Regions from separate parts of the Mus musculus genome. Here regions 2, 3, 4, 5, 6 and 7 are each linked to region 1. A link is a contact called in public ChIA-PET and promoter capture Hi-C data. All regions are on one chromosome and are shown on one strand. The core of a region is the stretch at or near the end of the contact, and the rest is flanking DNA. Distances in the headings are between cores, read along the strand shown.

The links. Promoter capture Hi-C pulls out the DNA fragments that hold promoters and counts their contacts. ChIA-PET counts read pairs in DNA pulled down with a chosen protein or histone mark.
Region 2: an RNA polymerase II ChIA-PET map of memory CD8 T cells shows a contact between it and region 1, with 18 read pairs. The contact joins the promoter of Hdac5 here to the promoter of Hexim1 in region 1. A contact is called at or near these places in 2 of 39 promoter capture datasets (cranial neural crest and second pharyngeal arch cranial neural crest) and 2 of 115 datasets of contacts at active chromatin or transcription factors (memory CD8 T cells and pancreatic cancer cells).
Region 3: an RNA polymerase II ChIA-PET map of memory CD8 T cells shows a contact between it and region 1, with 11 read pairs. The contact joins the promoter of Hrob here to the promoter of Hexim1 in region 1. A contact is called at or near these places in 2 of 39 promoter capture datasets (cranial neural crest and second pharyngeal arch cranial neural crest) and 1 of 115 datasets of contacts at active chromatin or transcription factors (memory CD8 T cells).
Region 4: a contact with region 1 is called in a promoter capture Hi-C map of pre-B cells. The contact joins the promoter of Nsf here to the promoter of Hexim1 in region 1. A contact is called at or near these places in 3 of 39 promoter capture datasets (hippocampal neurons, liver and pre-B cells), 1 of 484 Hi-C or Micro-C datasets (cortical neurons) and 1 of 115 datasets of contacts at active chromatin or transcription factors (memory CD8 T cells).
Region 5: an RNA polymerase II ChIA-PET map of memory CD8 T cells shows a contact between it and region 1, with 8 read pairs. The contact joins the promoter of Slc25a39 here to the promoter of Hexim1 in region 1. A contact is called at or near these places in 2 of 39 promoter capture datasets (cranial neural crest and liver) and 1 of 115 datasets of contacts at active chromatin or transcription factors (memory CD8 T cells).
Region 6: a contact with region 1 is called in an RNA polymerase II ChIA-PET map of memory CD8 T cells, with 5 read pairs. The contact joins the promoter of Fam171a2 here to the promoter of Hexim1 in region 1. A contact is called at or near these places in 1 of 39 promoter capture datasets (liver) and 1 of 115 datasets of contacts at active chromatin or transcription factors (memory CD8 T cells).
Region 7: a contact with region 1 is called in a promoter capture Hi-C map of pre-B cells. The contact joins the promoter of Gosr2 here to the promoter of Hexim1 in region 1. A contact is called at or near these places in 6 of 39 promoter capture datasets (the 3T3-L1 cell line, the HPC-7 cell line, cranial neural crest and 3 more), 1 of 484 Hi-C or Micro-C datasets (LSK cells), 2 of 115 datasets of contacts at active chromatin or transcription factors (fibro-adipogenic progenitors and memory CD8 T cells) and 1 of 9 other capture datasets (liver).

What each region holds. Positions count from the first base shown.
Region 1 is chr11:103,114,479-103,118,123 of GRCm38.p6, forward strand. Hexim1 (hexamethylene bis-acetamide inducible 1) reads left to right here and starts at 1,847. Exons shown (of 1, transcript NM_138753.2): 1 at 1,847-3,645. The coding sequence starts at 2,444. The coding sequence ends at 3,514.
Region 2 is chr11:102,228,224-102,231,868 of GRCm38.p6, forward strand. It overlaps Hdac5 (histone deacetylase 5), which reads right to left and starts at 1,949. Exons shown (of 27, transcript NM_010412.3): 1 at 1,782-1,949. Mir8101 (microRNA 8101) reads right to left here and starts at 1,927; the gene lies at 1,817-1,927.
Region 3 is chr11:102,247,189-102,250,833 of GRCm38.p6, forward strand. It overlaps Hrob (homologous recombination factor with OB-fold), which reads left to right and starts at 1,694. Exons shown (of 10, transcript NM_153544.3): 1 at 1,694-1,904; 2 at 3,491-3,541. The coding sequence starts at 1,902.
Region 4 is chr11:103,952,509-103,956,153 of GRCm38.p6, forward strand. It overlaps Nsf (N-ethylmaleimide sensitive fusion protein), which reads right to left and starts at 1,548. Exons shown (of 21, transcript NM_008740.4): 1 at 1,462-1,548. The coding sequence starts at 1,473.
Region 5 is chr11:102,405,619-102,409,263 of GRCm38.p6, forward strand. Slc25a39 (solute carrier family 25, member 39) reads right to left here and starts at 1,899. Exons shown (of 12, transcript NM_026542.3): 1 at 1,772-1,899; 2 at 937-1,036; 3 at 744-803; 4 at 588-632; 5 at 75-208. The coding sequence starts at 1,021.
Region 6 is chr11:102,445,566-102,449,210 of GRCm38.p6, forward strand. It overlaps Fam171a2 (family with sequence similarity 171, member A2), which reads right to left and starts at 2,098. Exons shown (of 8, transcript NM_199200.2): 1 at 1,833-2,098. The coding sequence starts at 1,950.
Region 7 is chr11:103,695,749-103,699,393 of GRCm38.p6, forward strand. It overlaps Gosr2 (golgi SNAP receptor complex member 2), which reads right to left and starts at 1,975. Exons shown (of 6, transcript NM_019650.4): 1 at 1,882-1,975. The coding sequence starts at 1,910. C130046K22Rik (RIKEN cDNA C130046K22 gene) reads left to right here and starts at 1,976. Exons shown (of 3, transcript NR_102389.1): 1 at 1,976-2,124.

The DNA of each region.
Region 1 (3,645 bases), core at 597-3,096:
GTACAGCATATGTGCCTGCTGTCAATGGAGGATATCAGCTCCTCTGGATCTGCAGCTATAGACATTTGTGAGCCATCGTGTGAGTCCCAGGGAGCCAATCTCAGGCCCTCTGAAGAGCAGCCCGTTCACTAACTGCTGAGCTGGCTTTCCAGGTCTTGGCTTTTGTGTTTTTGACAGAAAAACCGTATTAGATGACGCAAGGAAGACCCGCTCTAGTTACAACTGCCTCTTCGTTGTCAGGTGACCTTGGATAAGTCACTTGATTTCTCCAAGGCGCAGAGCTTTCCTATAGCTAAAATGGCGGCTAACTCCTGCCCTACCTCGCTCACATGGCTGCGCTGGTCAAATAGTTTCATGTGTAGAATCTCACTCCATTATGGCTGGAATGTAAGGAAAAAGAAGAATGGCTCACTGGGTACTCAGGCAAAGGGAGAAGTGGCAATTACGCCAAGGGGATTAAAGGGAGTTTTTCGGGTCCTTCTAGTAGGGGAAAAGAATGTGAATCCCTTTTAAGGGGGAGTAGAACCCCCACTTCACCCCCAATGTACCCTACGGCCCTGGGTCAAGCACACCCATTTCAGGGAAGGCCTTCAGCTTTCCTTCTCGAAGCCTTCCCCCCAACACACACACACACCTCATCTCTGTGGATGACACCCCCTTTTTTCGGGAACGCATAGATTTTTGGGTTCCTCCCCAACACAGACTTCGCATCAATTGGCCCAATCTCTCCAGAGTATCCTGGCTAGGGAAAGGTTTGCGGTATCGGAAGCGAAGAGGCCAAGTCGACCCCGGGAGGCCATTTTCTTCGGCAGAAGCCGAGGTTCGGGGCGAGTCCTTCCTCCTCACCACGCGCTTCCCATCCGGGCTCAGGCGGAGAGCTCGGCCGCGGAGGACCACTTTGCTTTCACCTCTGGTGCGGAGATAGCTCTTGGCCTGGGTGGCTGCTCTCACCTAAGGGCCTCCAGGATAGCCTGAGGACCGACGTCACTCAGGACTCGAACCCGCCCTCTCAGTTCCTGAGGCCTAGTCTGAAGCTGATGCTCGGCAGGCCACCACACTGTCCCTTTAAGGCGGCACTTCTTAATTCATTTGTTTACTTCTTCATGCGCTTTTCGTCTTTTTAATAAATAGTTGTCCAAAATATCCTTCCGCTTATCTCTCTCCAAGAAACCCATCACCTACCTCAGAGACATTATTGTAATTTTAAGAATCCAATGTCAGTAATCACGACTAACAGCTCTCTTTATAGAATTTAATCCTCTTTTACACTTTAGGGACTACTTTTTAGGGACAGACCATTTTTGCATAAGTTGAAAACGGTTTATGGCCATCAGAACCTTTCCGCTGAGAACAGAATATGACAGTAGATTTTCAAACGCACCTTTTAATAAAAATATTCTGTATAAGCTCCCAAAGGTCATGGAATCTTCTTGTATTCCTGAAGCACAATGGTATGGTCCAGAACCCGCCCCATCTCCTCTGTAATTGGTCTTCCTTCCTCGGAGAGACGAATAACTCTTGCCCAATGACTGCTCACGTTTCTTCAGCGAGAGCTAAGCGATGGAAGAAGGCGGCCTGGGAGACGCCCCCTACGCATTCTATGATTGGCTACGTTGCACGGCGCGCGAGGACGGCGGGCCCGAAAGAAGGGAACTACGACTCCCGGCTGCCCCACACCTGGACTCCGTTACGCATGCGCATGGGCGGGGCTTACAAGCTTCTATATATAAGAGGCGCCGAGGGCTTGGAGACAGCAGTTGGAAGTTGGCAGGTGGAAAGTCAGGTTGGGAGGGGAAGCCGGAGGAGGAGGCGGAAGAAGAGCTGTCTGAAGGGGGAGGGAGGGAGGGAGGAAAAGAGGAGGAGGCGGAGGAGAACTGAGCGGAGCATCGAGCCAGAGGGGAGATGAGTTTGTCTGTCCTCGGCTAAGGCTCCGGCCCGGCCTGAGGAACTGGGAGCTCGGGTTGGAGCGACACCCGTGGAAGTGGGAGGTGGCGGCTCTGGGACTTTAACCCCTTGTGGGCTCTGCGGCAGGGGATTTAACCCTTTGTGGATTCGGCCCCTCCGAGGCAGCGTCATCGGGTAGTTTTAACCCTTTCGGGTTGGGTTTAACCCATTGGACTTAAACCTCCTCTCCTTGCGCACCAACTCCTCGTCTGTGGGAGCACTCGGCGGGGAGGCGTGAAGCCCACCCCTCTGCATATTTGCATACGGTGCCTGCTGCTGAACCCCCGGACCTGCTAGTTGGCCACGCTTGTGTGCGCTTAACCCTTTATTGACTGGACTCCAAGTTGCGATTGGAGTTTGCTGACAGGACGGACGGAAGGCGTCACTGCAGAAATTACTGACCGAAGAGGACTTTGTTGGACATATTTTGAAAAGAAAGAAAAACCTCTTTCCTTAAGCCAGAATTTCTCAAACTTCCAGAAGAGAACTCTACTAAGCCATGGCCGAGCCACTCTTGACAGAACATCAACACCAGCCTCAAACTAGCAACTGTACAGGTGCTGCTGTTGTCCATGAAGAGCATACCTCTGAGCGCCCCCCAAGCGCGGAGGAACGGGTGCCCAAGGAGGACAGTAGGTGGCAATCGAGAGCGTCCTTGCAGTCCGGTAGCCGTCCAGGGCAGGAGGGAGAAGGGGGCCTGAAGCACCAGCTGCCCCCATTGCAGACGAATGCCTGTCCAGAATTGAGCTCCCTGGAGAAGGGCGAGAAGGGCCAGAATGGGGAGGACTTATCCACTGGCGGTGCCTCCCCGTCGGCGGAGGGAGAGCCGATGTCAGAGTCCCTCGTGCAGCCAGGTCATGACTCGGAGGCCACCAAGCAGGAGGCTCCTGCCGCCGGAGGCGAGGAGCCATGGGGACAGCAACAGAGACAGCTGGGCAAGAAAAAACATCGGAGACGCCCCTCAAAGAAGAAGCGGCATTGGAAGCCCTACTACAAGCTGACTTGGGAGGAGAAGAAAAAGTTCGACGAGAAGCAGAGCCTGCGAGCTTCGCGGGTTCGAGCCGAGATGTTCGCCAAGGGCCAGCCAGTTGCGCCCTATAACACCACGCAGTTCCTCATGGATGACCACGATCAGGAGGAGCCTGATCTCAAAACCGGCCTTTACCCCAAGCGGGCAGCCGCCAAATCCGACGACACCAGCGATGAGGATTTTGTGGAAGAAGCTGGTGAGGAAGACGGAGGCAGCGATGGCATGGGAGGGGACGGCAGCGAGTTTCTGCAGCGGGACTTCTCGGAGACGTACGAGCGGTACCACGCCGAGAGCCTGCAGAACATGAGCAAGCAGGAGCTCATCAAAGAGTACCTGGAGCTGGAGAAGTGCCTCTCCCGCAAGGAGGACGAAAATAACCGGCTGCGGCTGGAAAGCAAGCGGCTGGGAGGCGTCGACGCGCGAGTGCGGGAGCTCGAGCTAGAGCTGGACCGGCTGCGCGCTGAGAACCTCCAGCTGCTGACCGAGAACGAACTGCACCGGCAGCAGGAGCGAGCGCCTCTTTCCAAGTTCGGCGACTAGACTGAAAACTTTTGGGGGGAGGGGGCAAAGGGGACTTTTTACAGTGCTGGAATGTAACATTATATACATGTGTATATAAGACAGCGGACCTTTTTATGACACATAATCAGAAGAGAAAATCGCCCCGGCTT
Region 2 (3,645 bases), core at 699-3,198, 890 kb before region 1:
AGGCTGCCCCCCCTCCTCCGCCATACAAAAACAACAATGACCCCCATTCCCAAGTCCCGTGTCTAAGCACACAGCTAAGCTACCAGCCCCAAGAAACGGAAAGCAAAGCTCTTATCTCTGCAGCTACTTGGGGTGGGTGGTGCATGTGACACTGTTACCCCCCCCCCTCACTCCAGATTACACCATCCTTGGGGGATGCACCGAGGAAGAGGGCGAACATTTTCTACACGTGCCACCTGGGACCTGTCTCTCCTGGCAGTAGTGTGTCAGGAGGTGCCGGGAGCCTGCGCCTTTAATTTGGGCTCCCAGTCTTTAACAAGATCTAGTCCAGATCCAAGTCTAAGAGGAAAGAGAGAAAAGGGAAGACTTCAGAAGGAAGAGGCAGACCAAGTTCTCCTCAAGCTTTGTTGTTTAGGAAGGGAAAGAGAAGGGAAGACTGGAATGAGGAGCCCACAACATGGTTCATCCGTAGCCCATCTCCACAGCCAGCATGGGCTCTTGGGTCCCAGTGTGGAGGGCATAAGAGCCTGGGAGACCCTCCCTGCCTGCAACCTTAGGACCTAAGTGGAGGGCCAACAGGTTCCAATGTAAGGATTAGCCAGAGGTCTTCTGGCCCAAACCAATCTCCCATCCCTGCCTCCTTTTGTTCCTAGGATCTAACTCTATCTTCCCCTCCCACTGATCCCTAAACCCCTCTCTCCATTCCCATTCCCAAGATCCAAAGCTAATTCCAGGACCCAGAAGCATAGTGGTCACTACCAGAGTGATGGGTACACACACACACTACACACACTACACACACACACACCACACACACCCCAAAAGCAACTGCAGCTGCTATCCTTCCTCTTCAGGGACAAAGCTCATCTCAGAAGGCCAAACGCAGGGACATGAAGTGGTCACCTTCTCCCCGAAATGAAACACACTCCCCGCGCCCCCCCCCAGCTCTTAGATTAATTACTTATCGTCCAGCCAGTTCTCATCTTCCTGAGGGCCCCAGGGATGGGTGGGGAGGGGGGAAGCCGACTCCCCCAAGTTAACAAGGCACTATTAGAACCTCTGCCCCATGAGAAACAAACCCAAGATGAAAACTGGGCGCGGGAGTGGGGTGGGGAGATCTGCCCTAGCCAAGAAAGATCACCAATTCATCTCCCAGCTCTTTCCCGAGCTCCAGGGTGTCAGACAGAAGAGGGTGGTAATAAACGCAGTAACGCCTCACAGGCGAGGGGGTGAATAGCACAGACAAGTAAGATGGGCCCCGCAGTCCTCTTCCACCTGCAGGGACGTCAAGGACATAAAATCAAGGGTATGTTCTTCGCCACTTGGAGAAGCACTGTGGGTGGGCTGCGCCCCTCACCTCAGAGTAACAAGAAAGGGGTGTCTAGTGAAGAGAGGGTCTGCCCAGAATGCGGGTTGCAAGGCTCAAATCGCAGTTGCAACGGATTATGAGCCGCCGGGGAGGAGACAAATCAGACATCCCCGGCCGGTCTGCGGGACATTTGGGGGCGCGGGGTGCGGGGTGCGGGAAAATCGGCCCCTCCCTTACCTGCAGAGAAGGAGCCCTGCAAGGGAGGGATGAGGAGGGGCGCGCGCGGCGAGCCAAAGGCGACACTCCCCGGGCCCAGCGACGCTCCCTGGGGGTGCGGGCTGGCTCGGCGCGCGCGCCGGGAGGAAGGACAGGGTCGCGGGGAGCCCGCGGGCAGCGACGGCGGGAGGACGGGACGCTGCGGGGCGTCCCGGGGCCGTGGGAGGTGGGGTCCTGGCGGGTGCGGCGCGCTCACCCGCTGCGGCTCGAGCTCCGGCTTCGCGGGCGGCGGCGGCAGCAGCGGCGGCAACAGCAGCGGCAGCGCCTCCTCGACGGCTCCTCCATCTTTGCGGCGGCTCCTCCGGCTCCGCTCGCCGCCGCCACCAACAACAACATTCGGAGACGTCACTCTCGTCACGTGACCCGACCCCGAGCTAAAAATAGGCTCAGACCCCCCCTTTTTCGGGCTTCAACCGAGAACCCTCCCCTCCCATTCGGCCCTCCCCTCAGATGGGCGGGACCAATAGCGCCACCGTGACAGCTTCTTAAAGGGCCAATGCCCAGCCCAAGGTTAGGCTGGGGTGGAGGTGGCAGAGAAGGGATCCCGATCTCTTCGCCAAGTAATGAACTGAGTAGAACCCGGACCCCGGCTGCTGCAGGGGCTGGATGTGTGGGATTTACGATTTTGTTCTCTGTGCTTTTTCGACTTCCTTTTCAAACGGCGGATGGTGCAATCTTTGCCCGCCTGAGCTGTTCCCTAACACGCCCTTCCCTCGTTAGGGGGAGGGTAGAGGGGGGTGGAATCCTAGGGGCTGCCTTGGAAGTGGAAGCCCCTGCAGGCGCGTCAAAGCTGAAAGATTAGCTTGGACAAGTCTCTAACCCACCGTGCTAATATGGCACAGCGCTGCATCTTGTTAAAAGAAACTCCTTGGAGAAAGCCAGCATAGGTTGTAACTGTCCCTGGCCTTCAAAGGAACAGACCAAGAACCTAAAAGTCCGCTGGTCCCCAACTTTGATACCACACATACTACTACCACGTCAGTGGAACTGAACATGACTGTATCATTAAACCTACATTGTTTTGTCAATGACCTAGCAATTTTCCTAGCAAAAAATGTATTCTAAGAAAATATTGTGCTCCAAAATGAGTATAGGAAGAGATTGTTTGTTATATGAGATGTCAGAAACAACCTAAATAAATATCCATCAGGTAGGTATCTGCAAATAAACTAGGAGACATCTATTTAGTAAGTTATCATACAGATGCTCAAAATTATACATATGTGGGGGGTGTAAAAGCGGCTTTTGGGGCGTTTGACAGGAATCTGACATTGGTCAAGGACAAGAAAATGAGATTCAGGCAGGAATCTGACATTGGGCCATGACAAGGGAGTAAGTTCAGGTAGGAATCTAATTTTAGGGTGGAACAAAGAAGTAGATTTCAGGCAAGAATGTGATTTTGGGCTAGGACAGGGAAGTAGGCTCAGGTATCTTGGTCATCCTGACAAGCTCTTAGACTTTGTTTATTGCCTTGACATACGGCTTTAATCCCAGCACTTGGGAGGCAGAGGCAGGCAGATCTCTGAGTTTAAGACCAGCCTGGTCTACAGAGTGAGTTCCAGGACAGCCATACTGAGAAACCCTGTCTGGAAAAAACAAACAAACAAACAAAACAAAATATCCATTAGTTCCAATACTTTATACAAACGTTCATGAGTCTGACTCTGTATGCCTGAAAAATCTAGGTTATATAAACCAAACGTTTTCTTTCTTTTTTCTTTTCTTCTCCTTCTCCTTCTTCCTTCTTTTCTTCTTCTCCTCTCCTTCTTCCTCCTCCTCCTCCCTCCTCTTCTTCCTCTTCCTTCTCCTCCCCCTCCCCCTCCTTCTTGTTTTGTTGTTTTGTTTACTTATTTTCAAGACAGAGTTTCTCAGTGTAGCCAGCCCTAGCTGTCCTGAACTCAATTTGTAGACCAGGCTGGCCTCATAGAGATCCACCTGCCTCTGCCTCCCAATTGCTAGGATTAAAGGCGTGTGACACCATGCCCAGCAATGTTTACTCTCTTTGTTGTCTTCTTCTATACCCCCTGAAATCTGAAACAACCTCGTTTATTTTATTTTTT
Region 3 (3,645 bases), core at 444-2,943, 870 kb before region 1:
CGCACACATGTAATCCCAGGAGGATGTGTCAGAAGGGAATGTTCTAGGCCACCCTTAGCGATGAGACCTTTTCGAGGAAGGGAGGGTGGAGAGGGAGAAGCAAGAAGTATGCTAAACTCTTTAATGACTGGGTTTGAGAGCAGTGGAAACTCAGACCGACTAGGAATAAGTTCAGAAATGGAAAACCTGGGTTCTGGGATGTAGGCTGGAAGCAGATCAGAGGACTCAGACAGAGCAGGATGACAAGCTCAGTATAGGGGGAGGGTCCCAGCACTGTTAATTTTGTTTAACCTGGAATGATAACAGCCAAGAGTCCTGGAGTACTATGTGATTCCAGGTATGACCCTGACCAAGCTCACATGCTCACATAGCAAAGAGGAGGTAGAGTTGAGAGCCTATGACCCAGCTATCGAGACTTCAGCATCTACAGTTTAACTGCTATACCATTTTGCTTCCTAGAATTCCAGGGGACTGAGGGTTTTTTTTTTGTTTTGTTTTTTGTTTTTTTTTTGGTTTTTTTTTTTTTTTTTTTGACAGGGTTTCTCTGTGTACCCCTGGCTCTCCTGGAACTAACTCTGTAGACCAGGCTGGCCTTGAACTCAGAAATCCGCCTCCTTCTGTGCTGGGATTAAAGGCGTGGGCCACCACCACCTGTCTGGGACTGAGTTCTTGACTAGAGGCTTCAGGAAGACAACCCCCCTATAATTATGTGCAAAGCATCATGTGTTTGTACACATGTGCCTTGTTCTGAGGAAGAATCCACCAATTTAGTCATATTTCTATGGCTCAGACGGCTACTGTGCTCTGAGGAAAAGACACACCCTGTCTTTCCCGGATCTCTTCATTCAGTCTTACTTGCCTTATATGCTTGAGCCAGGCCTTACCTTCCAGTCCCTGCATGGCCTCCAAAGTAATTTTGTTTATGTTTTTGTTTGTTCGTTTTTTCTGCAGTGTATGTATGTATGGTAGCTGGGACCAGAGTCTTGAAGACGCTTAGTACAATGTTGACCATTGGAATGCACTCCCAGCTTTCAGGCCTATTTTTCTAACATGCAAAGAAGGCACACATTTTTCTGTCGTAGAAACTCTTTAGGGCTGGGCGTATTATTAGCTTAGTGTTGAACATTTGCTTAGCACGTGCAAGGCCCAAAATCGTTCAATCCCTCCTCATTCACCAGAGGATGATGGCGCATGAGGCTCTCTACCTTTTCCTGTCTCTACCAATCAGCTTGGCCTACAAAGTGTGAACCCCCCCCCCCCCCCCGCCGCCCTCCCCGGTTCCATCCCTAGCACCACATAAAACCAGCCACCCCAGCGTTTGGGAGGTAGAGGAAGAACAATATGGAGTTAAGGTTATTTTCGGCTACAAAGTGAGTTAGAGGGCAGCCTGGGCTACACGATCGGCTGCGTTCTGGTGAGGATGAAGTCACTCTCAAATCACCAGTGTGCTCAACAAAAAAAAAAAAAAAAAAAAAAAAAAAAGAAGGGAGAATAAAGTGTATAAGATTTCTCCAAGCTCCCTTTCAACCAGAACGTGGCAGCCGGCTGGACTAGAGGGACCGCTTGGGGGCGACCGAGAGACCTTTGATTTTCCCTTTAAGGCTGCGGCGGAAGGCCCGAGGAAGAAGGACTTTGTGTCGGCAGGATAAAAATTGGTGCCTTCCCTTTAAGGGGGCGGAGCTATTGTTTTGGCGGCGGCTTTGAAAGCCGCTCTGGGTGCACGTTCTTAGGCGCCCCTCTCTCAGTTTCCGCTGCGGTCTTAAAGACGCTTCTCTTGGACCTTGCTCTGGGAATGCGACCGGACATAGTTCCCTACTCTACGTCTGGGTCGAGTTGGAGGTGAACCCTTGAGTCTGACACGGCCGGGCCGACCCGCCGGCCCGAGCCCACGGCCTGTCGTTATGGTAATGCCGCGTCTAAGCCGCCCGGGCTCTGGGGAGGAGGCGTTCCAGCCCCGGGGAAGCCGGACTCCGGGTTGGGCTCCGGGCTCGCTAGTCTGCTAGGACGGGATCTGCCTGGTAGAGACTGAGTGTAGTCTGCAGACCTGGGGGCTAGGTAGGAAGGGCGCGCAACGCGCAGGAGACCTTGTGAAAGGTACCTCCCCCGGACATACAGACCTACAGACAGACAGAAAAATAGTCATCAATCCCTGCGAGCCCAAACGTCACTGGCTTTTGGAATCTTTGCCCCCAACCTCGTGATCTTGGGGTGACTAACATTCAACTCTCCTCTCCCTCCTTCCCTTCCTCTCCTCCTCCGCCTCCTCCTCTGTTTTTATTTTTTTGGGAGGAGGGTGGGTCCTTGAAACAGGCTTTCTGCCCCTGGCTATCCTGTAACTCAGTATGTAGATTAGGCTGGCCTCGAACTCAAAGTTCTGCCTTAGGCGTTCTGGGAATTAAAGGCAGCAGCTACCATGCCACACGCCCTCAATCCCCCACCAAAAACCCAGGCTGTGGGTGTGACACTCGTCTGAGTCTGCTGTCCAGGAAGAAGAACCGTAGACTGGGGCAGTCCACACTCTTGGCAACTTTGCCTTTGGCTTTGGTCCTCTGTAGAAAGAAATCACTGGCTTGATCCTCAGAAACAAGGGTTTCAGGCAGGGTCCTTTCTTGTGTTGGACCAACCTTTGAGATTCTGTTGCAGAATACTCAGGCCTGTTTCCAGAGGTGGTGTAGGCAAGTAATCCCATCCTTTGGGAAAGGAAAGGGTCAGGAGTTCAAGGTCAGGGGCTGGGGAAGTGGCTGAGCAGGTAAAAGGTGGTTGTCTCTGATGCCTCAGTTACATCCCTAGGACCCATAGGGTGGAAGAAGCCGACTCCCTCAAGTTCTTTTCACCTTCACACCCATGCAGTAGTGTACCCCACCCCCACTAAATCAATCATTTTTTTTATATAAGATTTGAAAATTACCTTTATCAACATAATAATGACTTGAGGCCAACTTGGGCTACTTGAGACCCTTATGCTGACCCTGCCTTTGTCTCCCTTAGCAGTCGCCTCTCTTTTACTATCTCCCCTTTCTAGGAGTAGTTCAGATAAACTGTGTGTGTGCATTATATGTATATATGTGTATATATATATATTTTTTTTTTGGTTTTTTTTTTTAAAGAAAGTATTTTTTTGGTTTTTTTTTTTTAAAGAAAGTTTTTTTTTTTTTTTTTTTTGGTTTTTCGAGGCAGGGTTTCTCTGTGTAGCCCTGGCTATCCTGGAACTCACTCTGTAGACCAGGTTGGCCTCGAACTCAGAAATCCGCCTGCCTCTGCGTGCTGGGATTAAAGGCATGCGCCACCACGCCCGGCTCGAGTATTTTTAAGTCTTTAGCTAAATCGAATTTCTTCTCTTTTCCCTCTTCCAGTACTAGCCAGACACACCAGAAACCCAGTATACTTGAGATGGTCACATTAGAGCTGGGGAAAAGGTTGTAGTGAATACAGGATGATGCTGCGGGCGGTGGTTTCCCTCCGGTCTCAAGTGCTTTGTTTTCTTTTTCAGACGTGTGGTTTTCAGAAGTTGTTTTCTGTGGAAGAGGACTTTGAAGATGAGGTAGGGAACTGTTGGTGACCTGGACTAGCAAAAGATGCCCTGAGATGGAGACACAGCCAAGTTCAGGACCTTTGAAGCAGTCCCAGCAGGCAGCTTTCAATGGA
Region 4 (3,645 bases), core at 298-2,797, 840 kb after region 1:
GATTAGCTGAGGAGAGGAGATAAAACAGAGTGTGGGAATTGAATGACAGGGAGGAGGAAGGTGACTCCGAAAGAGAGATGAGTCAAAACATTAGCCCAGCATTACTGAAGCCATGGAAGAATGTCTTCCATTAAGGAGGAGACGGGCAACACTGTCAGACGCTCTGAGACATCACGTGTAACAAGGATTGGGAAATGGGCATGAATTTTAGGGATGCATTTCAGTCCGACTGTGGTGGGCCCAGGAGGTAGCAGGTGGTAGGCAAATGAGAGTCAACACACACAGAAAATCACCAGACTTTGCCACTGGGGGAAAAAAAATGGTTAGAGGAAAAGTCTGTGGGGGCAGAGGGAGGGTTTAAGAGACCAGTGCATTCCAGAAGGGCTGATGATTCAGGAGAGGGGCTCCTGAGGAGGCAAAAACAGACCCTGAAATAGTTAAAAGGGTCAGCTTGAGATAAAAGGGGGATTATGAAAAAAGGAAGAGAAAAAGATGGAGCTAGTCTGATGACCTCTACCGTCTCTTTGGGACTTTAGAATCTCATGACCTACAATTCTCTTTAGACAGGACATTTACATATATGCATACATGTATGCAAACTTATTCAAATATTCAGGTGTAAGTGAATCAGTCAAGCACAACGTTAGTCTGTAATGACGCAGTTAATGTCCCCAGGTTTCGAACAGGGCAATCTCTGGGCAGGATCCATCCATCAGCGATATTAGCTCTGATGCCTACTGCAATAACAGCAGTGACCTGGCCCCATCTCTCCTCGCCAACCCCAATCCTACCCCGCCGTCCTACGAGCTTAATGGGGAAGTAAAATGTAAATCCCTGAGACTACAACACAGCCTGCTGCATTCGAATCGACTGTCATTTAGAAAAACAAAACGTGACACCCCAAGTCCATCTGCACGAAAGACATTGCTGCTTCACAGCTGATATGTTTCTCCCCAGGAGATGGTCTAAGGTTAGCCGTAAAAGTAATTTGCAGACCTCCCCTCCTCTTTTCATAACATTCATTTAGGAAGAACTAGAAATGGGTTCCCACACCCTCGCCCTGACTGCAGCAGACTACACCCCGCGGTTATCCGGCAGTGCCACCTCAGAAACCCTCGGAGGAGTGTGGAGGGCACACAGCGCTCGTCAGAGGGGGGCTCCAGTGGCCACTACCCTCAAGATGCTTGAAGGACGAGAGAAACGAGCCCCAGGGGATGACAAGGGAAGCACTGGAGACCCGGGGGACGAAGAGACAACCCTCGGGGAGGACAGAGTTTCTGAGCAGAGCTAATCCCCTGCCGCAGCTACACTGTCTCGCCTCCAGCGTTGCTCTGACCTCCCTTCCTTCAGCGTTCCTGGGTGCTCAGCCTCGCGCCCCTTCCCCGGAGCCCTCGTGGACCTCGCAGCAGTCGCGACCTCGGGCGATCCGCTGCGAGCCCGGGCTGCCCGGCCGCCACTCACCCGGCCCGCCATCTTCGCGGACACGTCCGGCTCCCAGGTTGCAGCTCCGCACTCTGCTGAGCCCGCCTCCGCCGCGCGCGTGCTCGCCGGCAGCCGGCCCTCGCGCAGGCGCGCAGCCGCCGGGAGGCCGCGCCCGCGCCCGGCCGCGTCCCCGACGCCCTTCCCCATCCCGTGCGAGCGCGCAGTCCGAGCACCGCCATTTTGGCTGAAGACAAGCTGGCCGCCTCACTGCTACCCGGTTTTCACAAAGCTGGCCACGTGGCCTTTTAATGGACTTTTAGCTTTCTGCTTCCAGACCTCTTAAAACAGAATGCGCCGAGAAAACCCCGCGTGGTTGCTGGCCTTTCCCCCAAAGGGGACTGTGGAGGGGGCGCGCAATAGCTAAAAGCTGGTTCTGAATTCGGATTCTATTCGAATCCGAGCTTTTCTTTGCAGGCACACTTGTTTTGAGAGTGAATCATAATTATATATGCGCTAGCTTTATAGTTCGATATTTTCATTTATAAGCACAACTTCTATCTTTTTTAAGGTGTTTGTTTGTTCGTTTGTTTTAACGTGCATTGGTATTCCGCCATCCACCTCTGCATGTTCAAAACTCTATTTTGAGTCCTCAGGAAAAAAAAAAAAACAATGCCACAGAAAAACTAAAATGATTTGGATAAGACAAAATACCAGAAGATAGTTCTATAAGCAGCACAGCAGTAAAAGTCTCACACAGGAAACAAGACAGGTGTACCCTGTCCTGCCAAGGCTGAAAGTGAGACTTTTAGCATGTAGCAGGACTTCAGGGTTAAGGAGGAATGTTTGACATAGCCTCCTCATATCCGTTCCCTTATGTCCTCTTCAGCACTTTTCTCTAAAGTACTCTTGGGTCCCCTTACAAATATATAATGTCATTTAAAATGTATGCAACATGTAAAAATAAGACATGATATCTATGAGAATACATGAGATATTCAATAAGATTACTCCCTAAAAGGAAAAGTAAAGTTGGAGGAACCCTCTTAGAGGAAAGTCTCTGGGATGGAATGGGTACCTCTTCCTGGGAGCAAACCTGAAGACCTTGAAATACTCTAAAAGGGAGATACTAGGGGTAGGGGGTGCAGCCTAATCAGTCCTGAGAAGCACTCAGCAGGCCCAGGGAACAGCAAACAAAAGGGTGTACACACCGACAGGGATAAAAGGGAGCTACAGGGGTATTTCCTATGCTAGGGTGGTCAAGATAGGGACCAGTTTTTAGTAACTGGTAAGTCAGTAAGTCAGAACCATTCACACTATCAATATCTTCACTGTAATGAGTGTCTCTAAGAAAGGACTCAGAACTAAGCAAAAATTATATTTGCTCAAGAGTTACCTCTCTTTCCAAGAATTCTGTACAGGATCTACGTTCTTATATCATCTTAGCATTGAAATTCTACTCAAGTTTTGCATCTGAAAGATTATTAAATTCATTGATATAACATACCTAACAGTGAAACCAGTAAGACCTAAAAGAAACTGGGAGCTTGCGTTCTTAAGGTGAAGTCTGTTTTCTGTGTTTATTGTTTTCTAACACACATTAAAATAAATTCAACCGGGGGCTGGTGAGATGGCTTAGTGGGTAAGAGCACCCGACTGCTCTTCCGAAGGTCTGAAGTTCAAATACCAGCAACCACATGGTGGCTCACAACCATCCGTAACAAGATCTGACGCCCTCTTCTGGAGTGTCTGAAGACAGCTACAGTGTACTTACATATAATAAATAAATAAATCTTTAAAAAAATAAAAAATAAAAAAAATAAATTCAACCAAAACAAAACAAAACAAAACAAAAGAAATGTGCATTGGTGTCCTGCCTGCACGTCTGTGCCAGATCCTCTTGAACTGGAGTTACAGTCAGTTGTGAACTGCCATGTGGGGTGCTGGGAAGTGAATTTGGCTATCCTAGAAGAGCAACCAGTGCTCTAAGCCACCACGGAACTACCTTTCAGCCCACACAATTTATGTCTTTGGTAATCTTTTTTCTAGTATTGTTTCATTATTAAAGTATTCTGAGAATAAAGTATGCCCTAGGTTCCGTCTGTGTATGAGGAGTTATGTGTGTGTTTGGGCCAGAAGATTCCAAGACGTCTTCCTCAATCACTGGTCCACCGTATTCTTCAAGGACATGATCTCTCACCCAACCTGGAGTAGACTTTGCTGGTT
Region 5 (3,645 bases), core at 649-3,148, 710 kb before region 1:
TTCCATTCCCCACACCGGCAGCCTAGCCAAATCCAAATCGAGTCCCTCAGAGACACATTGATTCTGCTCCTTACCAAGGTGCCAGTGAACCGTGTGGGGTCCTGAAACCAGGTGGCACAGCGGGTACCATTTGGGCACAGGTACAGGGGCTCCAGGACTCCATTGCAGTATAGGAGGCACTTCCCTGGGGACTGTAGAGCGGAGGATGCTGGGAAAGGGAACGGACATTAGGGTGGAAGGGCCTGGAGCCTTGCTGGGTGACATAGCTGGGTCAATATGTGGCTATTCCAGTGTCAGAAAGCTGACTAATGTGGCCTCAAAGTATGGGGGGGCAGGAGGGGATCTCGAGAGAGGGTTTCTCTGTGTAGCCCTGGCTGTCCTGGAACTCACTCCATAGACCAGGCTGGCCTCAAACTCAGAAATCCGCCTGCCTCTGCTTCCCAAGTGGGACATTAAAGGTGCGCACCGTGCACCACCACTGCTGGGCTCATGTACTACTCTATGATCATGGGTAACCCAGGTACTCGAGGGATACTCAACACTTCTTCCCTGGGCCCTCCCAAGGGCCTGGGGCTTGGGGCACTCACATTTGGTGTAGGAGAGACTCCAGAATCTGGAGGGAGTTGTCAATTCTGAAACACAAAGGTCAGCCCTGGTGGTCAGGAATGCAGCCTCCCCCACTAGAACCCCATCTCTGGGAAATCCTTATTTTGTCAGGCAGCTCGCCTTGATCTGGTACTCACCGCTGGTTGCCGAGGGTCTCTGAGACTGAAGGCGGACCTTCACCACATCCAGGGGTGTCACTGGGGAAGGAGGTAGGTCTGAAGGTTCCTTCAGGACACCACTCACCCTCTTCTTTATCAGAACCAAACTGCCTCCAACCTTTAGCCCACATTAACCCCCAGCTGCCCCATCCCCCATCTCCCCAGGTCTTACTGAAGAGGGAGGTGACCACAGCCCCGGCTCCTGAGGCCACCATTTGCTGAAGGGGGCTAATGCCCCCAGGGTCCTGATCATCCATCTTGGAATTTCAATCCTGAAAACACACACCACAGTCAAATGGAGCTTACCCCCTGACAAGGCAGGCCTGAGTGGGGGGAGTGGGGAGCAAGCATGAGCTAAGGTGCTCTGGGACTTTAACGACAGCGCACTCAGGTCTCATCCAGAGTTTGCCTCTATAATCTTTAAAATCTAGAAATGTGCTCACTTTGCCGAGGGGAAAACTAAGGCTCAAAGGTTGCTGTGACCTTCAAGGTTACGTCATTCGTTTGGAAAGAAGCTAGAATAGCCGTCGGCCAAAGACAGTGATGGCTATTTTCTCAGCCACATGCTCCTCCAGACCAGAGGCCGAAAGATCAAACACCTGAGCCCCTCCACCCAACATCTGGGCGGACACATGAGCGCCCCGGGCGAGGAGAGGTCGAGTCGGGCACCGAGAGAAACGTGTAAACAAATCTGCTGATAGAGGAAGGTCCACCTTCCTTCCCAAGATTGCTGGCCCTCCCCCACACTGCCTGCCTGGGGCCAGAGAGGACAGGCCGTGAGGCCTGGATGGCAGGACATTCTCTGTCTGCCTCCTCTCTCTCTTAAACACAAGCCGCGGAGATGGAAGCAGAGACCTAGTAACAAACCCTTTCACCGAGACTCGGCCGCACTCCATGCCCAGGCCCAGTAAAGGGGTTCACGGAGAGGCCCACCCCCTTCCCGCGGCCTCGATTCCCCTCCCAGCCGGGGACCCTCGGAGAACCCACTCCAGCCCAGGCCCGCCCACCTGGCTCGGAGCCGGTCCTTGCGCCGCGCCACGCCAGGGGCCTGGCGGGCCCATAGCGGCTCCGCGGCCGGTGCAGGGTCCGCGCGTGCCCGCTTCGCACAGCGGCCGCCCGGGAGAGCGGTGAGACCGGCTCCGCCCCCAGAAGGCGAAGCCCCGCCCCGTGGCCGACCGGCCGCGCGCACGGAGTGCAACGAGCTCCGCCCACTCGCGGCCCTCCTCCCACCCCCCCAGTTCCGCCCTTGCGCCGCGGCCGCGTGGGCGGGTCGCCGCGGCCCCGCGCTCCTTGCGGCCGGCAGGTCAAGGTCGCCGACTGGACGGCGCTTGCACCCGGCTCCAGTAGCTCTCCTCTGCCCACGCCCTGCAGGAGTGTTGTCCGGGGAGTCCAGACCTGCGATCGCTGGAACTTTCCTGACCGCTTGGGTATTGCTGCTCCGCGTCCTTTTACGAGGCAGCTGCCGCGAGGGTCGGTTCTTCAAGGTCATCAGAGTGTGGGACAGCAATGGCAAACATCTGCCCACTTAGCTCCGTGGCGGGAGTTTACGATTTATGGCGAGCCTGTTGGCTGGAATCACCATCCTCTTTTACGGATGATGAAACGGGGTTGCAACCCCAGAACGCTTTATGACCTGCAGGGCAGCCTTGTCAGCCGACCTGCAACCTGGGCTAGACGTGGTGTGGCCCTGGGCAAATTTACAGGACCTCTTTGGGCCGAGGACACAGAGAACGTAGAGCAAGAAAGAAAACCAGTGTTTCGCGACAGATCTTAGACTGTTACCACTTTTAATACTTAGAAGTTTTTTGTTTCTTTCCCCCAAGACGATCTACGTAACCTTTGCTGGCATAGTTTCCAATGTAGGCCAGAAATGGCCTCTACCAAAACTTTTCATAGTAGGTAATTACAGACGTAGGTACCCCCATTTTACAGAAAATGAAATGGACTCAAGTTAAAACTTTTGCCGCTGCCTTCCCCGGTGGGCTTGCAAACAGCGCTGTTTCCGCACCAGCTCAGTACCCGGCACCCCACCGCCCGCCTCGCCTCTAAGACTTCCAAGCTAAAACGGTGTTAACAGAAACTGGAACACGCGGTGTGAGGCTGCACCTTTAAGAAGAAAAGGCCGCGGCTTTGACGTCACTACCGTCTCCGCCCCTCAGTCCCCAACTGGTTGCAGACCGCGCTGGAGCCGCCCAGCCAGCCCAGCTAGCACGTGGATTCCAAGTGGCCAACCATAACTTTACCCTGAGAAAACCCTTTCGGCATTTCCATGGCTCGGATCCTCCAGCTTTGGGGGCGGAGTGAGAGCAAACGGGTAGTTAGGAAAGCAGCCAATGATCAAAAGGCCCGGGCAGTCGGTTGGCCGTGAGGCAGAGGCGGCAGGAGAGTCACGAGTGAAGTGTCGCTTGTGCTGCCCTGTCCTATCCTGTGTCCTCTCACCCCAAACCTGGCTTAAAAGTAACACAAAAGCTGGGCATGGTGGCGCACGCCTTTAATCCCAGCACTTGGGAGGCAGTGGCAGACGGATTTCTGAGCTCGAGGCCAGCCTGGTCTACAAAGTGAGTTCCAGGACAGCCAGGGCTATATAGAGAAACCTTGTCTCGAAAAACCAAAAAAAAAAAAAAAAAAAAGGTAACACAAAAGTCGTTTCATAAGCTGTCGGTTCAGTTGGGAATCCAGCGCCTGCTAAGGCCATTTCAACCTCAAAGTTAATGTTTTACCACGTTTCTGAGCAGAGATGATTTTTCTATTCTGTAGAGAAGAAAACTGAAGGCCCTGTGTATAATCTCTTCTCTCCCCCTCTCTCTCTCCCTCTCTCCCTCCCTCCCTTTCTTGTTTATGATTTGGGGTTTGGCTTTATTTTCTGTTTGTTTTGAAGCAG
Region 6 (3,645 bases), core at 848-3,347, 670 kb before region 1:
TGGCATCCCATCCAGCTATTCCCAGAGCCCACCTCCCTCTCCAGGATAGGCCAGAGTCTAGCTTGTTAGGGTGGGGCACCCACTCTGCCCACTCCCACGCTGGCTCTCCAAGGAGTGGCAGTCTCCTGCCCCAGTAGGAATTCTGAGAAGCTAAAAGAGTCTGACTGCTCCCAGCCCCATTCTAGGCTTAGGAACAGCTGGAGAAAGCAGCTGGGAAGAGAGGATCCTGGAGTCTGAAATTTTGTCACTTGAGGGAAGCCTTTTGGCTCAAGGGCCAAAGCCTCAAAAGAGGTAGAGGAGGGACCTGGGAAACAAAACAGAGGTGGGCAGGTAAGGCCGGAAGGAAAGTCAGCACCAAGCTGGGAGGTGGGGCAGGTGTCTAGCAGACTCCTTTCCCTGCTTCCCCACAGCCTGGGCTCCCCGCCAGCTGCCTGAGAGAGCCCCTTATTCTGGCTGTATTCCAGCCAATTCCCTGGGCCCTTCCTCCCTCCCCTGGGCCTTGGAGGAGGAGAAGCTTCTTAGCTTGGGCCTCTTCTCTGGGAGATTAGGGGAGACTGAGGCACAGGAAGATCCCTCCCCACCCTCAAAGCTTGGCATTCCATACAGTATCTGCATCTCTCCACTTGGCTAGCCCTGCCTTGTTCCAGGAGGAAATCCGACCTCCTTCCTTCATCCGGACCCTACTTCCCTCAACCAGACCCCCGCCTTCCGCCTTTCCTGCTAGCTTCTGGTGTGTGTGTGTGTGGGGGGGGGGTGGCATAAGGAGCAAAGAACACTGTTTCAGGATGGAACCGCAGGCAGGGAAGGAAGAGCAATTGTGGGGTGGTGGCGCAGGAACCAGAAAGGTGGGAGAGGGAAGCAGGGATGAGGAGAAGAGAGGCCCAGAGCACCCACGAGTGAGCTGTGGAGTCAGGGTGTCCAGCTCCCAATGCAGGGGCCAGCTCTACCTTCACCTCACACACCCATGTGGGCCAGGTTAGGCGTTAGGAGGGTCAGGGTCTCCTTTGGGGGCGGGGGAATGAGTGAAATGAAGAAGGGAAGCTGGTAGAAGAGAGTAGTAGCAAGAGACAGGCTGGACAAGGACCCAGACACCTGCCCTCTCAGCTGGTACTGCCCACAGCTAGCCAGCCAGCTCAGCATGGCTCCGTGACCACAGCCCTGCCATGCGCCTTGAGCCGGGAATCACAATAACGCCTGTACTCGCCCCCCCCCTTCCAAATGCATCCCCTCCCTCTAGCATGAGCTGATCAGTGTTTATTCGGTGAGCCCCAAATTCTAAACCTGGGGGGGGATTGGCTAGAAGCTGTCAGGCTCCTGGGTGAAAACCCCATTCGAGCAGTCAATCCCGCCTACAGCCTCACCCACTCCCCCTCTCCCCTCCCCCCTCGCAGCCCAGCTCTAAGCTCCCAGCCCCAGTCCGGCCAGGGTGGCAGCCGATGTCTGCGCCCCCACCCAGCCTGGGTCGCAGCTAGGGACCCGCGGGGGGCTGCGGAGCCGGCGCCCGCCCCAGCCCGCCCCTGGGCGGGTGTCTTCCGCAGACAATAGCTCTGGCTGCAGTGCCTCGCGGACCAGGAGGGAGAAAAACAAGTCGGAGGAGGCGGCAGCGCCGAGCCTGGAGACCCTCGCCCTCTCCATTGTGTCTCCCCAAGACCCCCGCAGCAAACAGTCCCCCAATCTCTCCCCCAGAAGCACCGATCTCAGGTCGCCTTCCCCCCGCCATCCTGGGAGCAGAATGCATCCCAAGTCACTAGCACCGTGAAGAGGGGGCCAGCGGTGGCAGCCGATCACAGGGTACAGGCCCACGATCGCCGCCCCTCGAGGCCGATACTCACCCTGCGGGCTGGGGGGCTCCGGCGGAGACTTGCCGGGAGCCCGGGAGGCGCCGCCGAGCAGCAGCCCCAGCAGCGGCAGCAGCCGCGCGAGGACGCCGGGGCCACTCGGCGGCGGCATCGCGGGGCTCGGCCGGGCCCTAGCGGTCCATCGTTGCCGCCCGGCCCTGATCGGCCGGCCCCGCTCAGCCCCAGTTCTGCACCGCTCTGTGCAGCTCCGGGTTGGGCTCCCGCTCCGGCTGCGGCGCCCGCTCGGCGCGATTGTCTCTGCCCGGAGCGGCCGCCAGCGCCCCCTGCAGTCGACACCCGGCACGGCGGGCCAGCGGGCACCGCCCCCTCGAGGCCCGGCTCTGCCTGCAGCCCACCCGGCAGCCCCCACCCGGTAACCCAAGATTCCAGACAGCAATGGAGTGCAGCGATTAGGGGGCAATTACCCGGGTTGGGGTTGGAGAGCTCTTGAGATGTGGTGTAAAATTGAGGGGTAGGAGAATGGCTATTGCCTACTCCTAAGGGCTGTAGTTGGAAAGAGTGAGAATTTTCTTCTCCCACACCGAGAGCTCCGTAGTGTTGAGGAGGCTGCGGTCTCCATCCAACATTGGGAAGCTGACCTGTGGTCATGTCAGCCTCCTCCCCCGCCCCCCATGACTTCCATTCAGAAACAGGCAAGACAAGTTCCTTACAGCCTTCTTAGCCTCTCTTGCTTTAAAGAGGATGGTCTGAAGTTCAGAATGACCTCGAACTCATGGCCCTTTTCCTGCCTCCGCTTCCAGAGTGTTGGGATTTCAAATGCAAGCCGCTATATTCAGCCTCACTTATCCTTTAAAGTGACAATCATAATAATCTCTACCTAGTAACGTGGTTGAGATACCAAGGTGTGTGTGAGGGGTGGTTCGGGGTGATGGTGGAGGAATGCCAGGCACCTTTTATCCCAACAGGAAGAGCTCTGTGAGTTCAAGGCCACTTTGCTCTACATAGCCAGTTCCTGGTCCTCTGACACAAGTCTGACAGGTGCACCGGTGCAGTAAGTGGTGCTATTGTTGGCCGGGGAGGGGCTTGCCTCCCTTGGAGTAATAAGACCTCCTTCTGGAGGAGACATCTGGCTAGAGAGGTTTTGTAGAAGTGGAAGCAGACGCCTCCCCCCACAAAAGAATCCCATTGGTTCCGGCATCCTGATTGACAAACTGGATCTTCCTTCGCTGAACCCCATGTTTGAAGACAAGCTCCCAAACAACCTTTCTCTCCTTATCGTTTCTGGCTGTCACTATCCCTTAGCTTCTGTTTTGCGTCGTTCTCTCTGCCCAGTCACCTCTTCAGCACAGCCTGCTACCCAGGAGACCTATGACAAGGATGGCTTCCCCTAGGGGACGCAGCAGGCTTCCCTCTGACTAAGTCTCTCTACTTAAGGGGGCAAAGTCACCAGGTCTTTCCCTTCATCCCTTCCTTTCCTCTTTCCCTCTTTTCCTTCTTTCTTTCTCCTCCCCTCATTTCCATCTGTTTCCTCTTCCTCCTCCTTCTTCTCACCGCCCCCGCCCCCCACCTCAGACCCTGGAGTAGCCAGCCAAGGGTAGAGGGGATTGCACGCAGCATCTCTTCCTTTTTAATAGAGATTTCCGTGTAACCATATTTCCCAGTTCTGTGCTTATGTAACTTTTTTTTTTTTTTTTTTTTTTTTTTTGGAACCTAAGTGCAGGCTTTAGCGCTCTTCCTTGGTGAATTTCATCGTGTTGGTCTCAAGCCGACTTCACAATCTGTCAGAGCTCCCTGGAATCTGCCTTGCTTGCCCACTGTATTATCCCTGTGCCTGCCACAGCCAGGA
Region 7 (3,645 bases), core at 725-3,224, 580 kb after region 1:
ATATAGTGGTGCTCACCTGTCATCTTAGCACACAGGACAAAGAAGCAGGTGGACTGTAAGTTCAAGGCCAGTCTAAGCTACACCACAACTTATAGGCTAACCTCAGCTATGTAATAGAATCCCATCTTGAATGTACACACACCCACACAACACATACACGCCCACAGTTTTCACATGCACTTGGTTATTGTCACGTCTTCCACTCTACCTCCATAGCTAGTCTTTACCTCCTAAGGCAAGCTGACAAACTGATCTTGAGATAATAATTCTTAAAACTAACTACTGAGTAAAACCACCAGAAAAGCCTGCGTGATCACTCCAGAGCTGTTTGTGTCTGAGACCTACTTACTCCAAACTATCTAAAGATGAATTCCAGGATGGCAGCTAGACAACACAAGGGACAAATGTATCTTTTATGAACATGAGTACCCAAAATGGAAGCCTACTGGATTCTCTTTAAAGCTCATCCTAGTAGAATATTGCTAATGTAAAACATCCTGTCTTTCTTTCTTTCTTTTTTTTTTGTTTTGTTCATCCACTCAGTGCTCAGGACTTTTCCAGCTATATGACTTTAAATAATCGATTTTATGTCAACGTACCTTCACAGTTAGAGATAATCACAGAATCAGTTCAAAGTTCTAGTGAGACGAGTATGTTCTGACACTGTTCTGTCAATTCAGCAACTAGCAGATTAACTCACCGCTCTGCTAGGTCCATGTGTCTTGCTATGGAAAGGATCCGTTCTTAGTAAATGAGGGCAATTTTCTGCCTCATTCCTTTTCCACGTGACTCACAGGATAGTCTTTTAAAATCTCTTCCTACACTTATTATATAATATGCAAATTGTCATTACAATGTAGTTTATTTTCCCCCACCCAAATCAAACATTTTGTTGACAAAAGTAAAAAGGGGGATTGGAGAGATGGCTCAGAGGTTAAGAGCACTGACTGCTCTTCCGAAGGTCCTGAGTTCAATTCCCAGCAACCACATGGTGGCTCACAACCATTTGCAATGAGATCTGATGCCCTCTTCTGAGGTGTCTGAAGACAGCTACAGTGTACTTACATATAATAAACAAATTTAAAAAAAAAAAAGGTAAAAAGAGAATAACCACCATCTTATTTCCATTCTTTTTGTTATGAGTTTCCTGGGGAGGCAGGATGACTAGTTTATGTCATTTTTCAGGCCCAAGGAATAAGATTTTTCAGTGCTGTCATACAATCAATAGAAAGTTCTTAAACTAACATAGGTATGTGGCCCCTCATGGTGTCTAGCTGCATAACACTGCAAGTTCCCAAAACAAAGGACGGTATGGAAAAAAAAAAAAAAAAAAAAAAAAAAGGACCCACCAAGGAAACTTAGTTATGAAAAGCTAATCTAAGACTCAATTTCAATTTCCTTAAGGCTAACTTGTAATCAGATATGACTCACAAAAATAGTCACTAGTTACCTGCCCGTCTTTGTGTCACAAAAATAAGTTCTTTAAATGTCCAATCAAGTACACAAAATACTTCTTTCGTACAACCCCTGACACTCCCACTTAAGCAATAGATTCATAGACACAAGCCTCGGCAACAGTTTTCTCTGTTCTCTAAGCTCTACCAACCCGGAGGACTAAGCTGGCAGGTGCTGGATCAAGTGCTGTAACCTAGGGGCGCTGCTTTCCCTTGCCAATAGGCAGTCACGGCTTGCGGCCAAGAGCTACCGGGCCCAAGCCTTCGCGCCCCGGCTCGATCCCCTTCGGCTAAGAGCATCGCACCAGGGGCTAAGAGATGCGGAGCAGCCCGAGCGGAAACCTCCACAATGACAGTCCCCAGAGCCCCGAGCCCTAGGGGCCGCAGCCCGGGCGGAGCCCAGCCCGCTCCCCGACGCAGCCCTCACTTGTTCGTTTGTTGGTATAGGGGCTCCATGACGCCGGCCTAGCCGGCCTGCGGCTTCCTCGGAACACGTCCTCACAACCCCACTTCCGGCTTCCGGTCTCAGGGCCCGCCCTGCTGAGTAGGGCGCCCGCGAGTGTGCCTGTCCCGTGGTGGTTGTGAGGTCGGAGACGGGGTTGCGCGGAAGGAAAGCGGGACGCGAGGGATGGGTGTGGCTCCGGGCCGGAGCTCGCGGAGAGCGGCGGGGGTGAGTTTTTTGCTAAAGTCCAGCTCCGGGATTGAATCAGGTAGCGGAGAGGACGGTCGCGAGGCACTGACGTCAGAGCCTCCCCCGAGAAGTCGCCGGCGACTCTCTACGTCGCTCTCCGCCCCGCGGTCGGGCTTGGCTTCTCCTTGGAGTGTGTAATTACAGGTCTGGGGAATCTCACTTCCTCACGACGCGTGCTTTTCCTGCCTCGAACTAGTCCGCCCACTAGTCTTCCCATCTCCGGCTCATTTTTAGTAAACCCACAGTGAGTGAGTGGTTAGCATATGACGTGGAACAACCAAAATTTCCCTGTTCTTCAAGAGGTTGGACTAGAGAAGGAACTACGATCTGTATACAAATAAACATTCCAAATAAGTACAAAGATAATGGTAGAACATCCAAATAAATACAAAGATAATGAGCTGGGCTGGTGTTGTGGTCAATAGGAAATTGTTTTTAAAGACATGAAGGGCGGGTGACATTTGGATTAGGACTTGGAAAGGTTCAAACACTTGTCTTCACCTAGGCCCATCTCATTTCCATCCATCTAGGTTCTTATCTACAGTTCCTCCCAAGGGAGGAGTTGTTCCTCTTCCTTTGGTGAGCTGAAGCTTGGATTTTCCTGTATCCTGCATCCCTCCCAGTTTTATGTCCCAAGAGACTGCCCGCCCATATTCATTCTTTCCCTAACATTACATTTCCCAGTTCCACTCCCATTTATTGAACATCTACTATGCACCATGCACAGATATGTAGGATAGGAACCCAGGTAAAACACATTCCTGGTGTTTCGCTGTCTATTGAGAAAGTCCTTATTTTAAAGCTGAATTAACAATCAACATTTAGGGTATGACTAAGGACCATTTGCCTGGAGAAGAGCAGTAGGGGTTCATGGATCAAGAAAGCATGGGGGGCCTTCAAGAACCGATAGAGGGTTTGTGGGAATGGTGCACTTTAGCTAAGGTTGAGTAGCGTGGGGGCGGGGCATAGATAAAAGGCTGTATCCTTAGTTTTTTAGTACTTTGCTGGTGAGGGATGCACAGGGAAGTATGTATATGTGTGCTTGTGTGTGTCTCAGTAGAATTGTCTCTGACTTGTGTGAGGTCCCAGGTCAAATCTTTGTGGGTCTTTGCTCTATAGGCATTTTGATTTTAAATTATATTACAGATTTATAAGAACAGGAAAAAAATAAGTAATAGGGGGAAAGTGCCAGTCTTCTCCTTTGTTTTCTGCTCAGCTGAGGTGCAGTGAGTAGCTGCCTCCATTCCCAGCACCATGAAGCTGCCTGCCACCATGACTTTGCTGCCAGGATGGATGGTATTCATTTTTATAATATTCCCTTTTTTTGTAATAAATACAGCAAAGATTCCTTATACTATCCACTGTGGGCCCAGTAACTATACCTGTTCTTGTCCTTTATTTTTGAATGTGCTATTTCTGACCACCATGAAAAACAAAAGAAAACAAAGCTGTTATTATTTATAATGCCACAGGTCTTCAGGGCCTGAATGCATCAGTCTC